Regions from separate parts of the Gossypium hirsutum genome. Here regions 2 and 3 are each linked to region 1. The links are chromatin contacts, called in public Hi-C maps. All regions are on one chromosome and are shown on one strand. Each heading gives the region's core, a stretch centred on a gene start, on an enhancer-like site or on the middle of the called end of the contact. The rest is flanking DNA. Distances are from core to core; before and after follow the strand shown.

Region 1 (4,455 bases), core at 812-3,311:
AAACCAAATATGTTACAATTCATTTCCTTTCTTTTCCTTTACTAATTTTAAATATTCATATCATTTCCTTTTTTTTCTTTTAATAAAATTTATCCAAACATATGTAGGGATTGGTTCTATTTTATTTTTAAAAATTTAGACTACCTATGCAATCCTATTAATATATTATTTTTATTATATGATTTTGATTTATTTTTTAATTAAATTTTTGTTTGATTAATTGGTGACATAAATTAATAATAATAATAATAATAATAGGCCTCCAGAATTTAATATTGAACAACTAACAGTCATATTTAAGTTTGAAGAGGATCGAGGGATTTGGATTGACTTAAGCTTCCAATTTAGTTAATAATTTCCATACCGAAGTTCCAAAAGCAAGCGTTTCCTTGCGACCATTAACTAGGATCTCCCCTGTTTGATGAATACGCGAACTTAATAGTCTTCCTGCCAATCAAACACTTCTTATCATTTTATCATCCAATCAAAACTTAACCTTAACAATTCTTACCTAAACTATACTAACAATAATGAAAAGAAGCAATTTCACACAAAGTTCAATGGAATTATGTCAACTTCTGTAGCATGATATAACATTAATTAGTAGAATATTTTAAAGTGATAATCACCTTTTTGACGTGTTATCTCTATATAAAATAATGTTTTAATTCTCTATTTAATTTTTTTGTCTCTTTTAATTTTTAAATTTATATTTTTTATTAAATCATCTTAAAATAGATGAAAAAGTTAATGTTTGTTAACTTTACTAACATGACATACATGTGGTTAACTTGTCAACATTTTATTTTTTTATTAAAATTTTAAAAATATATTTTTTATAATTTTATATTTTCTTAATAATTTTAATTATTTTTAATTTTAAAAAATAAATTTTATAATTCTTTTAAAATTTTTTAATTTCTAAAAGAGTAATTAAATGCTTACATGTTGTCAATGTGATAATCAATTCATGTTTATTCCACGTTAAGAAAATTAACAAATGTTAATTTTTTCAATTCATTTTAAAGTGATTTAACCTAAAAAATACAAATTAAAAGACTAAAGAAACAAAAAAGTAAATAGATTAAAATAACTTTTTTATAAAATTAGAAAGGCAAATAAATATTTATGACTATTTTTAAATCTCACACCAATATTGCTTGATATAAACAGCAACGTGGGGAGGGGCATTTCGGATCCTTTTAGTGTTCTTTCTCCAATTTTTTTTTGTACTTTTGGCATATTCATAGTTAAAAAATAATAAAAAAAGATTTGGCTTCTCCAAATATGACTCGATCATATTATATGTTTTAAGGCTTGAAAAGTGACCTACCCATCAACAATTCCCATTGGCTATGATCTAGCCATTCTGAAACATAAACTTGTTGTTTACTATTAATTTGTACTGGTAGTATCTTCAACCCGAAGTTGTCCAAAACTAGTCAAAGTGATGCACATGCCAATGCAAGAAACCCTTTTGGAAAATGAAAATAAAAAAGCGAAGCAAAGATGTAAAGATATATGACCTGCCAGTGTATCAAGAAGGGTTGACTTGCCACACCCTGAAGGTCCCATGATGGCTAACATCTTCCCTGGCTCAGCATACCCAGTGAGCCCTTGTAAGATCGCCCTGCTTCCCTTTCTCCCCTTAGAAACAGTCACCCAAAGATCAGCCCATGTCAAGAAAACGCCTTCACCTGGTTCTGTCTCAATCCTGAAAGACGGCGCTTCATTGTAGGAACCGACTCGTCCAGAAACCATGCTTTCTATCTCCAAGTTGTCATTCTCTGCTGCTTCAGGCTGATGGTTTTGAGAAGAATGTTCGGGGCTTGACCCCGGTGTCCATGTTGGGACGATGACCGAGGAATCCATTCTGAATAGTGAACTAAGTTAATGAATCAGAAGATATTGAGTGAAGCAACAGCCGATCCGATTATTTTATAGTGATGGTGATGCGTTTATATCTTTATATCGTACACGTGAAGATGCAAGACTTTCCTACTGAGGAACATATATTCAAAAAGTATTATATCTTTATAAGGTGGTATTGCAGCACTGCTATTAGCAGACAATTGTAGAATTGGTGACTTTAGTTTAAAGGTAAACAGGGATCCTATCGAGAAACACATTTTAATTACTTTTAGTTAATAGAAGATTTTGTAAGTTTTGCAAGTTTGAAACGTTAAGCATATTATACCGGTGCGGTGAATTAGTAAGTTGGTCAACTCTGATTTTTAAAACCACATAAATTAAATTGGTGAGTTGAAAAAAAGTTAACACGCGGATAACGTGGATAAAATCAACCCAAAGTTATTTCAACTCCTGCGTTGGTTCCGGTTATAATGTGTGGTGGGTAATGGCAACGGCGGGGATATTTTTTAATATAATTACATATATTTCAGTCCGATTTATGATAGGAGTATATATTAGATAATATCAACAACACATATATAATAAAAATAATTATATATTATTATTTATTATTATAAAAAAATAATCTAAACTAAAAGTGATCTAATTTGATAGGCTAGTTATAATGCCCCGAAAGTTACTACAGTAAGGAAGTGAAATATTATCCTTCATATAATAAAATAAGGAAATAAAGTGACAAAAAAGGAAATTTTGAGTTATGCAAGCAAAATCTGTTTGGGAAGTATATTATGATATATTAATTCAAGAAATGACTAAATCGCAAAAGTGAGAAAAGTTTTGTTGCCTAAGAGTAAATACTCAATATTTGAGGGGTTAAAGTGTAAATATGAAAAAATTTGAAGGACCAATAGTACAAATATTAAGGGTGGAAGGATCTAGAAACTAAGGAAAATGGATGAATTAGGACCAAATTAAATAAGTGGAAAAAGTATAAGGGGTTAAATCATAATTTTACTAAAATGAGTGATAAGTCAATGGAGGAATTTTGAAGGATCATAAGGGGCAAAATGATCATTTAGCAAGGAAGATGATTTTGAAAAATAATAATGACGTTCGTGATATTTTAGATTAAATAAATAAATAAATATTAGTTTATTAATATTTAATTTTACATTTATTTATATTTTATTAATTCTTTTTTAGTATATAAGGAAAGAAAGATGAAGAATTCTCTTCATCTTTCCATGTTCTCAACGTGAGAAGAAGAAGAAAGAAAGAAAAATTTCTTTTCTTTACAATTTGGTTATTTCACCAAAAATTTACCATTTTCACTTAGAAATTAAAAGAATTTCCATAACTAGCAAGAGAGAAAGATAATAAGGAAACTATGGGAGCTAGAATATCAAGTTAGATTCAAGAAATAAAAGTTGGAGAAGAGAGAAAGTTAAGTTAAAGTTTGGTTTCAAGAGAATAACGTATGGATGTTAAGGTTTTATTTTATTTTTAAGTTTAGTAGTGATAGAAAAGCATAAAAATGAGCTGTATTGAATGCCATGAATATTCAACTAGTATGAGTTTGCATTAGAAATGGTTAATTTGCATGTTTTAGGCTCAGGGACTAAATTGAATTAAAGTAAAATTTAGGGGTAATTTTGTAAAAATGTCAAAAATGATCAAATTGCATGAAATGAATTGTTTTATTGTCTAAATTAATATATTGAAAGAAATTATTAATTTATATCAAGTGGGTTTAGAGCTTTAATTTTGTTGTATGATGACTATATAAAGTGATTTTGTTAAATATTGATTTTATGATCAAATTGTGAAAAGGTTAAAAATATTAGGGTTTTGTATTAAATTTTTTATTTTATTAAGGGTTGTATGATAGCCTAGAATATTTGGAAAAAATTATTAATTGAGAAAAATTGGTTGATTTGATTGATTAACTAGTTAAGGGACTAAATTGCAAAAGTTATAAAAGTTGGGATAATCATGTAATTCAAAAAATTGAAGGGTATAAATTGTGAAATGAATTGGAACTGAAATATATGATAATGAATGAGTAATTTTATATTTTAGATCAAGATCCCGTAGATACTCGTGAAAAAAGGAAAAATAGTGGAATATTCCCTGAACTCCTGCAATTATTACAATTCAATTCAGGTAAGTTCGTATGAACTGTATTCTATATAATTTTGGTTAAAATGAACGTTAATTGGTGATTGGTAATGTATATATGTTCTCTTGTTAGAATTGAATTGTTGTTAAAAAAATATTATTGAAATTAATACTCAGTTTGGATTGAATGCGAGATTTAAGTACATTCGTTATATGGCGCATGACGGCATTGGACGAAAATGACTGTAAATTACCCAAGTAAACCGGGGTTCAACATTTGTTTCGAGCTCTTGTGTTTTACTTTCTGTTTAACTCTTACGAGCTTATATTTAACTCTTATGAGTTTCCGTTCAGCTCCTATGAGTTTCTGTTCAACTCTTAAGAGTTTCTGTTCAGCTTACGAGCTTCTGTTAACGATGTACTCATATCTGTAAGTCGTTCTTCAAATGGTAAGATAACAGGAGT
Region 2 (4,455 bases), core at 808-3,307, 510 kb after region 1:
ATATCAATTAGTCCAGAAGCTCCAGAATAATCAACTGCAACACCATTCTCCTTTGGTTCAGCAGGATGCTTCTGGTAAAATGATCCACTAGGCTCCCATTCTAAACACTGCAGCATTCTGTATACATCCAGAGTAAGTTCTGCGAACTTTACCTGAAAATGACAAGAATAAAAGATTTAGAAAATCTCAATTTGAAGGTTTCAGTACAACTTAAAAATCAAAATGATCAGACCAAAAATAAGTCTTTCACCTCATTCCGGTGATAACTCATCAGGATAGCACCCCGAAACTTTAGAACCTTCTTTGCATGGAATCGAGCTACATATGGAACAGAATTTGGATGACAGTTGAGCATAGCACAGTACCGAAATGGCCTCGAACTTGGAATGGTAAAAGTAGTATCAATGTTTATAAAGCGGAGAATTTCTTGCTCTACTAGCTTCCACTCTTTAAAGTTTGTTTCCTGGAAAATAATAAATAAGTAATCATATGCACTGATCAGTATCTACCACATGCTGTCTGAAGTTAATAAGCTTCCCTCTAAAACTATAACTTCCTTATAAATTACTCAAGCATCCTCTAATATACTGCACAGCACTCAATAATGTGTTCACATTCACCAATTTAAACAAATATACTGAAAATCTTCCATTTCAAATACTATGGTTACCTACTCGGTGGGAAAGAATAACTTTTTTTTTCTTGGAACAGTGAAAGTGCAAAGAAAGAATCTAAGTCGGCCTAAGAAATGCAAAAATCTTTCAATTCTTGCACAATTCTTTTTTCTAAAAAAAAATGTAACAGAATAAACTTAGACATAAGCATAAACAACATCGGAATTAGCTCAGTCATCACTGCCAAACAACTGTATTTCCTTTTTATTTTTATTGCAACACAGTGAAGAAGATATTACAAAAATAAGGAAAAAAAATGAGGCAGAGGAAATAAAGCTGAGTAATGCATTAATTTTCCCAGATTTAGATTATTTATGAAAATGTAGATTATACTTCTTAACGAAAGTTTCCTGAACCCGATTCTTACTATTCATTTGGGAAAAAGGAAAAGATTGAGTTCTATTTTGAAATTAATTTATTGGTAATTAAATGGTAATCGATAACACTCAATGAACTCCCTTTCATGTTCTTAAAATTATTTTAAAAAAAAACAATTTATGTCTTCTTAGGTAAACCTAAATTCTATTCTTACTATTTATTCATAATTTCCGTTAGCAGCCAAAAAGCGCAGAAGAGAACTGAAAAAAGCACCATAGCCAACAATAGCAAATAAAAATTCAGCTTGAAATTCTAGAAATTAAAAAAAAAATCGTTTTTACCCGGAAATTAGCCTTGCAATCATAAATAAGAGCTCTAAGCTTTTCGACGACAACTTTCACCATCTCGGTCCGGTTCAAAATCAACGAAACCAGCAAAAACCGGGCATAAAATCTCAACTCCTTAAACCGAACTCGAAGATCCTTCACTCCACACCCTTCGAAATACCTTCTCTTCAAAATCGCTTCATAGAAAATGTAGGCTTCGACCAGAAACCTAGCCTCGCTCGTCCTCATGTACTGGCCGAAATACAGCTGGCCGATCCGACCGGCGATTTCGCCAATCTCCCAACGGTTCAAACCGGCTTTGACAAGCTCGGGTCGGTGCTCTTGCTGGTACTTCCATAACCGCATATAGGCTTTGAAGACTTTCTGGAAATAGTGTTGGCCTTGTGCTCGTCCGTACGACGGTAAGTCCCGGACTCGTGCGAATTTACGGTCCGCGCTCTCGACGAGAGCTCGGAAGGTTTTGGGAACGACGTCTTCCTCCGCCATGTACGGAACAAAAATCTAACACTGATTTCAATAAAAAAAAACAGTCAAGAGACTCAGCGGCTCGTTAGGGGGATCTGACGACTGTTACGGTGGACATCGGGAAATGTTTTAGAGAAGTCTAGAGAGAGAAAGAGAGATACTGTGTAGACTTTGTTGAGCTGAGCTGTAGTTTTTATGGGTGTCAGCGTAATATTCCCTTTCTCTTTTCTTTTTCTTTTTTTTCTTTTTTTTTCCTATAACTGATTTTTGGATTTGTAAGGTTTTATAAATTCAGTAATTTACAGTGATAGCGTTGGTAATTAAAGCACTGATTTCAGTGATTTGGCGATGTGTCATCATTACTTCCTGTGGGGACAAGTGTTTTGTATGAGTAAAATAGTCTAAAACAAATAGACTGTCCGATTATAATTGGGAAAAGAAATGAGAAATCAACGGCTCCTATTAATTATGCCACCAATATTCTTTAATATTATTAACTGGTACACCTACCATTTGTATAAAAACAATAATATTTAAGTCATATTTTTTAAAATAATAATTATTTATAAAGTAATAAAAATTAAATAATTTTATTAATTAGAATTTGATTTGTATTAAACACTTAAAAATAAAATAAATCATTTATATAATTCCTCTTTGTTTTAAAAGTTTGGTGTTGTAATATTTTTTTCAATCATTTAATTAGAATAATTGAATTAAGGATGGGTTGAATTATTGTTTTGAAAAAAAAATCAAATTGATTACATTACCTTTTGTTTTTCAATATATTTAATTTTTAATGATTTTGTTAATTAAAGAAAATTTATATAAAAAGTGGAAATGAGTTAATAATCTGTGTGGCAGATGATTTATTAAATTCTTAATTATGATACAGTATTAAATAAATTAAGAGTTCTTTTTTTTTGGTTAAATCCGCGTCATGGGAATTGTTCTTTCGTTGGCATTCTTACCAGTTTGATTATAAGATACAGCGTACGATTACATTAAAAATACGATTCCAGCATTATACGAAATTTTTTATGTACATATACATGAATATACGAATTCTGAGCACATGAATGCCTGTCTGGCATTTCTAGATGGAAACAAGGACAGCATATTTTGGCAGAAAAAAACAGTTAATTTCTTTTTCATATTAGAAGTCTCTTTATACATGTGCAATTTGATATCAAAATTTAAACCCACAAGTTTCAAACTAGAATTCTTAACTCCAAACATCAATTAGATAATGTGAGTGAAAAATATAAAGTTTGACAAAGGATATGTTTTGGATTTTCTGTTTTCGAGGTCTCTAAACTTCGGTTAATGGTAAATATTCCATATAATTTTGTATAATTTTTATTCTTTTTAGACTTATAAATTAACGTCTTTTATTATTGTAGCAACAATGGATCAATTGGTTGGCGTAAGCCATAATGGTAACTTAGGAAGCACATTAGAAAGCTTGATCAAATTTATTTGAGATGTTCATAAATTACATCAGATCTCAATTTATAATTTTATTTTAATTTTTATTTATTTTAAAATTAAAAATATTTTATGTTAATATTTATATATTTGTAAATAAATTTGGTTTTGATGGGTGATGATTGATACTAAAATTCTAGTTAGGAGTGTAAATAAAATATTAGTGCTCACAAGTTACTCGAGTTCAATTCCAAAAATATTGAACTCGGTTCGGTCATTATCGAGCCAAGCTTGAACTCAAGTAGCTTAAGTTATCGATCGAGCCAAATTCGAACTTAGTAATACTTGACTCAAAAAGCTCGAGAGTCTTATCAAGCTTTTCATATTTTTATATTATTAAATTACATCATTGCCCTTAATATATATTATTAATCCTAAGGCTAATTATTGAACCAAGTTAGAGTTTGAGTACAAAAACTGATAAACGAACTTAATTGAACTAGACTTAAGTAGCTTGATTATATCTCAAACGAGTTCAAACTTAAAAACAGATGTTTTTATCGAGTTCGAGCTTGACATTATTCGAGCTCGGCTCGACTTGATTATACCCCTATAAAAAAATTTCTTAATTTTTACTTTTTCACAAAACATGAAAAAAAAACACAAAAAATGATCTTATTGTGGTCCAAAAATATATCTATTATATTGTTGTTAATTGTGTGCAGGTTATTTGCAGGGAATAGAGAGACAAAGAGCTGTTGTTTTCCCAATTCTACATATTCCCTTGATCAAAGAAAGAAAAAACAAAACCAAAATACCTTAAAACAAATTTTATGACAGTGGATTGATGCTTGTGGCTATGCAATTTTTGGTTTTCAATAATTAAAAAGAAAAAAAAAAGAGAGAGAATATTTTATGAGTTAGGACAAATTCTGCATTTTTCTTAGAATGTCAAAAATGTATCACAATCATGGATTAATCATACATGCTCTTCAACTGCAAATGCATCATATTCATTTCTATCATTTGTAGCTCCTTCTGTGTCATGTAGGATCATGATTAACACCTTTTGATTAATTTAATTGTTTTGTAATTTCCATGTAAATAAATCATTGCATCTACTAAAATTTTTAGTTTTCTTTATATTTGACCTGACCACCTTCAAAACATGGAAAATTTAATTTATCTAATTGATTATTTTACTTTTTTTAAGCCACGTGTTG
Region 3 (4,455 bases), core at 1,441-3,940, 330 kb after region 1:
ACAGAAAGTGTGTTACAGAGAGCAAACCTTAAACTATGGTTTGACATTATAAACTACTTTTTTATACTAACATAATACATATAATGATTAGATTTTAATTTTTGTTATTTGTTTAAAAATTATTTTTAGTGCTAATAAATTTTTATAATAAATAATATTTTTTAAAAAAATATAAATCATATAACTATACAATTACAATTTATAACATAGAAAATTATAATATAATTACAGACTTTCAACCAACCATATCCATGGAATTACATTTCACTTTCCATTCTTTTAGATTTGTAGTTTCTTTTGCTTTCGAATTTTAGTCAAAATACTCATAAACAATTCAAAGCATCAGTTTTAGCCTTAAATCTATATTACCAATTTATCTTTTTTCTTCCTTTCATTGTTATTTCCCTCTGGCAACATAAATGATTGAGCAAATACTGTGGAATGATGATGAAAGCAATCTCAAAACCGATAACCTAGTTGGGTCACTTGGTCGACCGATAACCTAGTTGGGTCACTTGAGTTTTCGACCAAGTTCTATACGTTATCATTCGATTTTTTACCGGCCTGTTCATTTTCCGGTTAAATTACTATAGTTGAACCATAGAACTGATCAGTTCCCAGTTGAACCAGCCTGTTAGGTCCGGTTTCAACAACTGAAGCCTTTGGATGTTAAGATATTGAATATAAAAAAATTCATGAAATAAATAGAGGAATAGGTAAGCATCCGCAACATAATGTCATGAAAACTTAAAAGCATTGTCAAGTCAAAATCCCCTCAACCTATAATGAGATTTTAGAATCAACATTCAAAACCGAAGAAAATACCAATCCTTGTATGTGGTACAATTAAGCTGCAATGGATGGCTTAGAAACAGCAGAGAGCCTAGATCTCTTCTTGGCCAAGCTCTCACTCCTGCGCTCACGCTGTTCCTTCAACCTCTGGGCAAGGAGCTTCTGGTATTCAGCAGCATCAGCCTTGGCCTTTGCAACTCTCTTCTTCTTCTCTGCAATTCTGTCACGCTTCCTCTGCAAGGTCAACGGAGTCACCAACCTCTGAATTTTGGGAGCCTTGCTTACTTTTTTACCTGCATTCCAAAAAAGTGTTCTTTATTTTCAACTAGGGGAGCAACTACTATCATTAACTTATTTATGAAAAGCAAATCACTGACCAAAACTCATTCCCCAGGAAACTCAATGAAGCACAAACAAATATTTAGTACTCACCAGATTTGGTTGTAAAGGTTCGGCGATATGTATTAACATATTTCCGAACATCATCTTCCTTAGAGAGGTTGAACAACTTCCGGATTTTCGAAGCTCTCTTTGGACCCCTCATTCTTGGCTTCTCAGTGTCGGTCAATCCAGGAAGATCATTCTCACCCTTCTTAACAATAACCAAGTTCAGAACTGAAAGATCTTGACTAACAATGCATCCGCGAACTGACTTCCTCCTTCGCTCTCCATTTCTCCTACCATACCCACGGAAGCAGGGAGTACCTATTCAAAGAAAAACAATCGGTCAACAAACAAAAAACATTTCTATACAAACAAACAAATGCAAACTAATTTGCAGTCTACAGACCTCTGTGAAGCAAAAGACGAACACGACCTGGAGTCAGAACTCCTTGCTTCATTGGAAAACCTTGCTTGTCACAGCCTCCCATTATCTTGAACACATAGCCCTTAAACTCCTGTTAAATGATATGAAATATGAGCAAACTGCAGTTAAGATGGCCAGATTCAAAAGCATAAAGAAACTAAAAGTAACTTGGAAACATACCTCACCAAGGGCATCACCACTGACTTCTTGGGAGATCCTCTTGTCAAAGAAGGCTCGGCTGCAATATCAAAGTTCCAAGGTCAGAAATTTTTCTTCCTTGGGAACAAATACGCTCACAGTACCTCGCCCCAAGAGGCTAAATGTAATAAGCATACTGTTAAAACTATGGTTAAAGAGTACAACACAGTTGAATTTCCTTTGCATTGTGGTAGTTTGACAAGAACTAGTCCCAAAGGGAAACCTAACTTAAAAAATATATAGCAAGAGAAAATATTTGCAAAATGCACTATGCTAGCTCATTTTTTGGGAAGTATAAACAACTTTTGCCTTCCACTTTGCTTTACAAATTCTATTATTAGCAAAAAATTCATATAAAATTCATTAACCTATTTTCTACCTTTGAATTTGCTTCTTCCACCCATATTTTGCGCATCTCTAAATACTCTAAAAATTCAATCTCACTCAATACAGAAAGAAGCATGACTCAACTGGGTGTTTTTGCCGGTCAAGATATAAGACTAATATTGAAATTTAGAGCAACAAAATAAAATTAAACCGAACAATTTAAAAACAAAAAAAAAAAAAAAGAAAATTACAGTTTCTGGTCATCGTCAATTTCCAGCTTCTTCTGGCAGCCAGTAGTCGGATTTGCAATATTGAACTGAAACAAACAAATGAAGAGAATCAACAAAAACCCAAAAGGGGCAGTAATATATTCTTTTTTCTTAATAAAAAGAAGCGGAAAGAGGGGAAAAACCTTCATTTCTGTTTGATGGTTGTTTAGAAAACAGACCCTGGGTAGAACTGCCGCCGCCGCGACTGCTGCTGCTCTCTTGCTGACTTAAGGGTTCGAGGGTTAGGGTTTTCGGGGAGGTTTAAATATAAAGGAAAATAATCTGGTGTTATTAGGGAAGTCTATAAGTTGGTCCGAGTCAACCCAGATTCACGAACATGGATATTTTGTGGGTTCAGATTTACTTACCGCTCATTATAAGCCCAAAGTTAAATTTGATCTATCAGGCCCGTTAATCCGTGGATGTAGCAAAAAAAATTAATTTAGATTGATGGTAGTGTAGTTATTAAGATAGTAATTATATTATAAAGTATGTAAAATGTAATTATATAGTTATATAATTTTAAATTATAAAAATACTAATTATTATAAAATTATTAATAATAAAAAATTATTTAAATAAGTAACAATTAAAATCAAATCATTCTAAATAATACATTAGTCTAATAAAATATTTAACAATACAATTATCAATAAAATTAACAAGAAAATAAATATCTCATGCAATTTTATCTAATTACTCTAACATTCCATATTCATTAAATTACTCTCTCTATCATTAAATATGTACTTATTTTTATCATCATTAGGTCCTTCGTCAAGTACAAATAATTAATAATAAATACTATGCAATTTTAAATAAATTCAGTATAAATAAATTATAATATATATACTACTGGTTTTTTTCTTGTTCAAAGCATGGGTTTATCTTGATATTATTTTAAAAAAAATTGGAATATACATATATTTTCTCAAATAGTAATAAAAATTAAAAATATATTTTCTCTTATTGTATTTATTTATAAAATAGACTTTGAAATATAACAATAATGATTTTTTTATAATTATTTTCTACAAAATAAAATGTATAATTGGTTAAATAATTTAATTTATTTTATTATTGAAATGTAATTTTTTAGAACAAATAAAAAATAATAGAGTCTGATTTTGTAATTTTAATAAAGAAATTTTTTAATTTTTTAAAAGTTTGAAAAGAATAAGTACTTAATTTAGGAATATTGAGCACTTTAAAATAATTTAACGAAAGATGGATTGGTTTAAAAAGGAATTTATCCATTTGCAAAAGTTATAAATCTTTATTTTATTGAGTTACGTTCATTTGGCATAAGATCGTTTATTCTAATTGAATGAAAGAATATTTTTTTGTTTATTTATTTTTAAAATTATTATTTCAATTTGATAAAAAATGAATATAATACTTGTGGTTAAAATAAATAATTTGTATATAGAAGTTAATTTAAGAAAATAGTCATATAATGATGATGATATGCGTCAATTAATATTTGGTTTTAATTATTATTTAAAATTTGGTTTTAATTTTATACATAAATAACAATTTTTTTATTGATATCTTCACCTACATAATTTTAATTAATAATAAAATTAATTATCTTAAATTTATAAATAATATTATTTGAAAATTTTCAAATATTTAATAGTTTTATAAAATTAAACTTTAATCCATTAATATAGGTGCGATGCTAAACTTTGGGGTATTTTGATGCCCTTACATTTCTTATAGAATGGTAGTGGAGAAAATTTTGATATATACAGATAATCTTGAGGTGGTCCAGGCAATAACAACAGGCACTCCAACTATTTCTTCCTCCGCTTTGGTGAGGCGAATCTAAAAGTTACTACAAAATAAAGAATATTGGGTGGTTAGACACATCTTAAAGGAGTCTAATTGTGTTGCTGATAGGATTGCTAAATTGGCCCTTGCTGGTATGGCAGGAATCAACGTGTTGACAACTACCCTTATGGATTTATTAGAACTCATTGATAGAGATAAAACAAATGGTGCTTTTGATACTCTAGGACAAAGTTGAGTCCCTTTAGTTTTTATTTCACCAAAAAAATA

Evidence for each region. Hi-C and Micro-C count contacts between places; a contact is called where the count stands out from the background.
Region 2: a Hi-C map of leaf shows a contact between it and region 1, with 2.0 times the contacts expected there. The contact joins the promoter of LOC107913411 here to the promoter of LOC107913456 in region 1. A contact is called at or near these places in 3 of 34 Hi-C or Micro-C datasets (all in leaf).
Region 3: a Hi-C map of leaf shows a contact between it and region 1, with 2.6 times the contacts expected there. The contact joins the promoter of LOC107913413 here to the promoter of LOC107913456 in region 1. A contact is called at or near these places in 3 of 34 Hi-C or Micro-C datasets (callus and leaf).

Annotation. Positions count from the first base shown.
Region 1 is chrD11:34,128,297-34,132,751 of Gossypium_hirsutum_v2.1, reverse strand. LOC107913456 (ABC transporter G family member 1) reads right to left here and starts at 2,061. Exons shown (of 8, transcript XM_016842042.2): 1 at 1,527-2,061; 2 at 365-447. The coding sequence starts at 1,872.
Region 2 is chrD11:33,617,578-33,622,032 of Gossypium_hirsutum_v2.1, reverse strand. LOC107913411 (protein SCAI) reads right to left here and starts at 2,057. Exons shown (of 9, transcript XM_016841984.2): 1 at 1,334-2,057; 2 at 251-463; 3 at 1-152. The coding sequence starts at 1,825.
Region 3 is chrD11:33,797,553-33,802,007 of Gossypium_hirsutum_v2.1, reverse strand. It overlaps LOC107913413 (40S ribosomal protein S6), which reads right to left and starts at 2,690. Exons shown (of 6, transcript XM_016841988.2): 1 at 2,538-2,690; 2 at 2,377-2,441; 3 at 1,781-1,838; 4 at 1,583-1,691; 5 at 1,225-1,497; 6 at 683-1,085. The coding sequence starts at 2,543. The coding sequence ends at 847.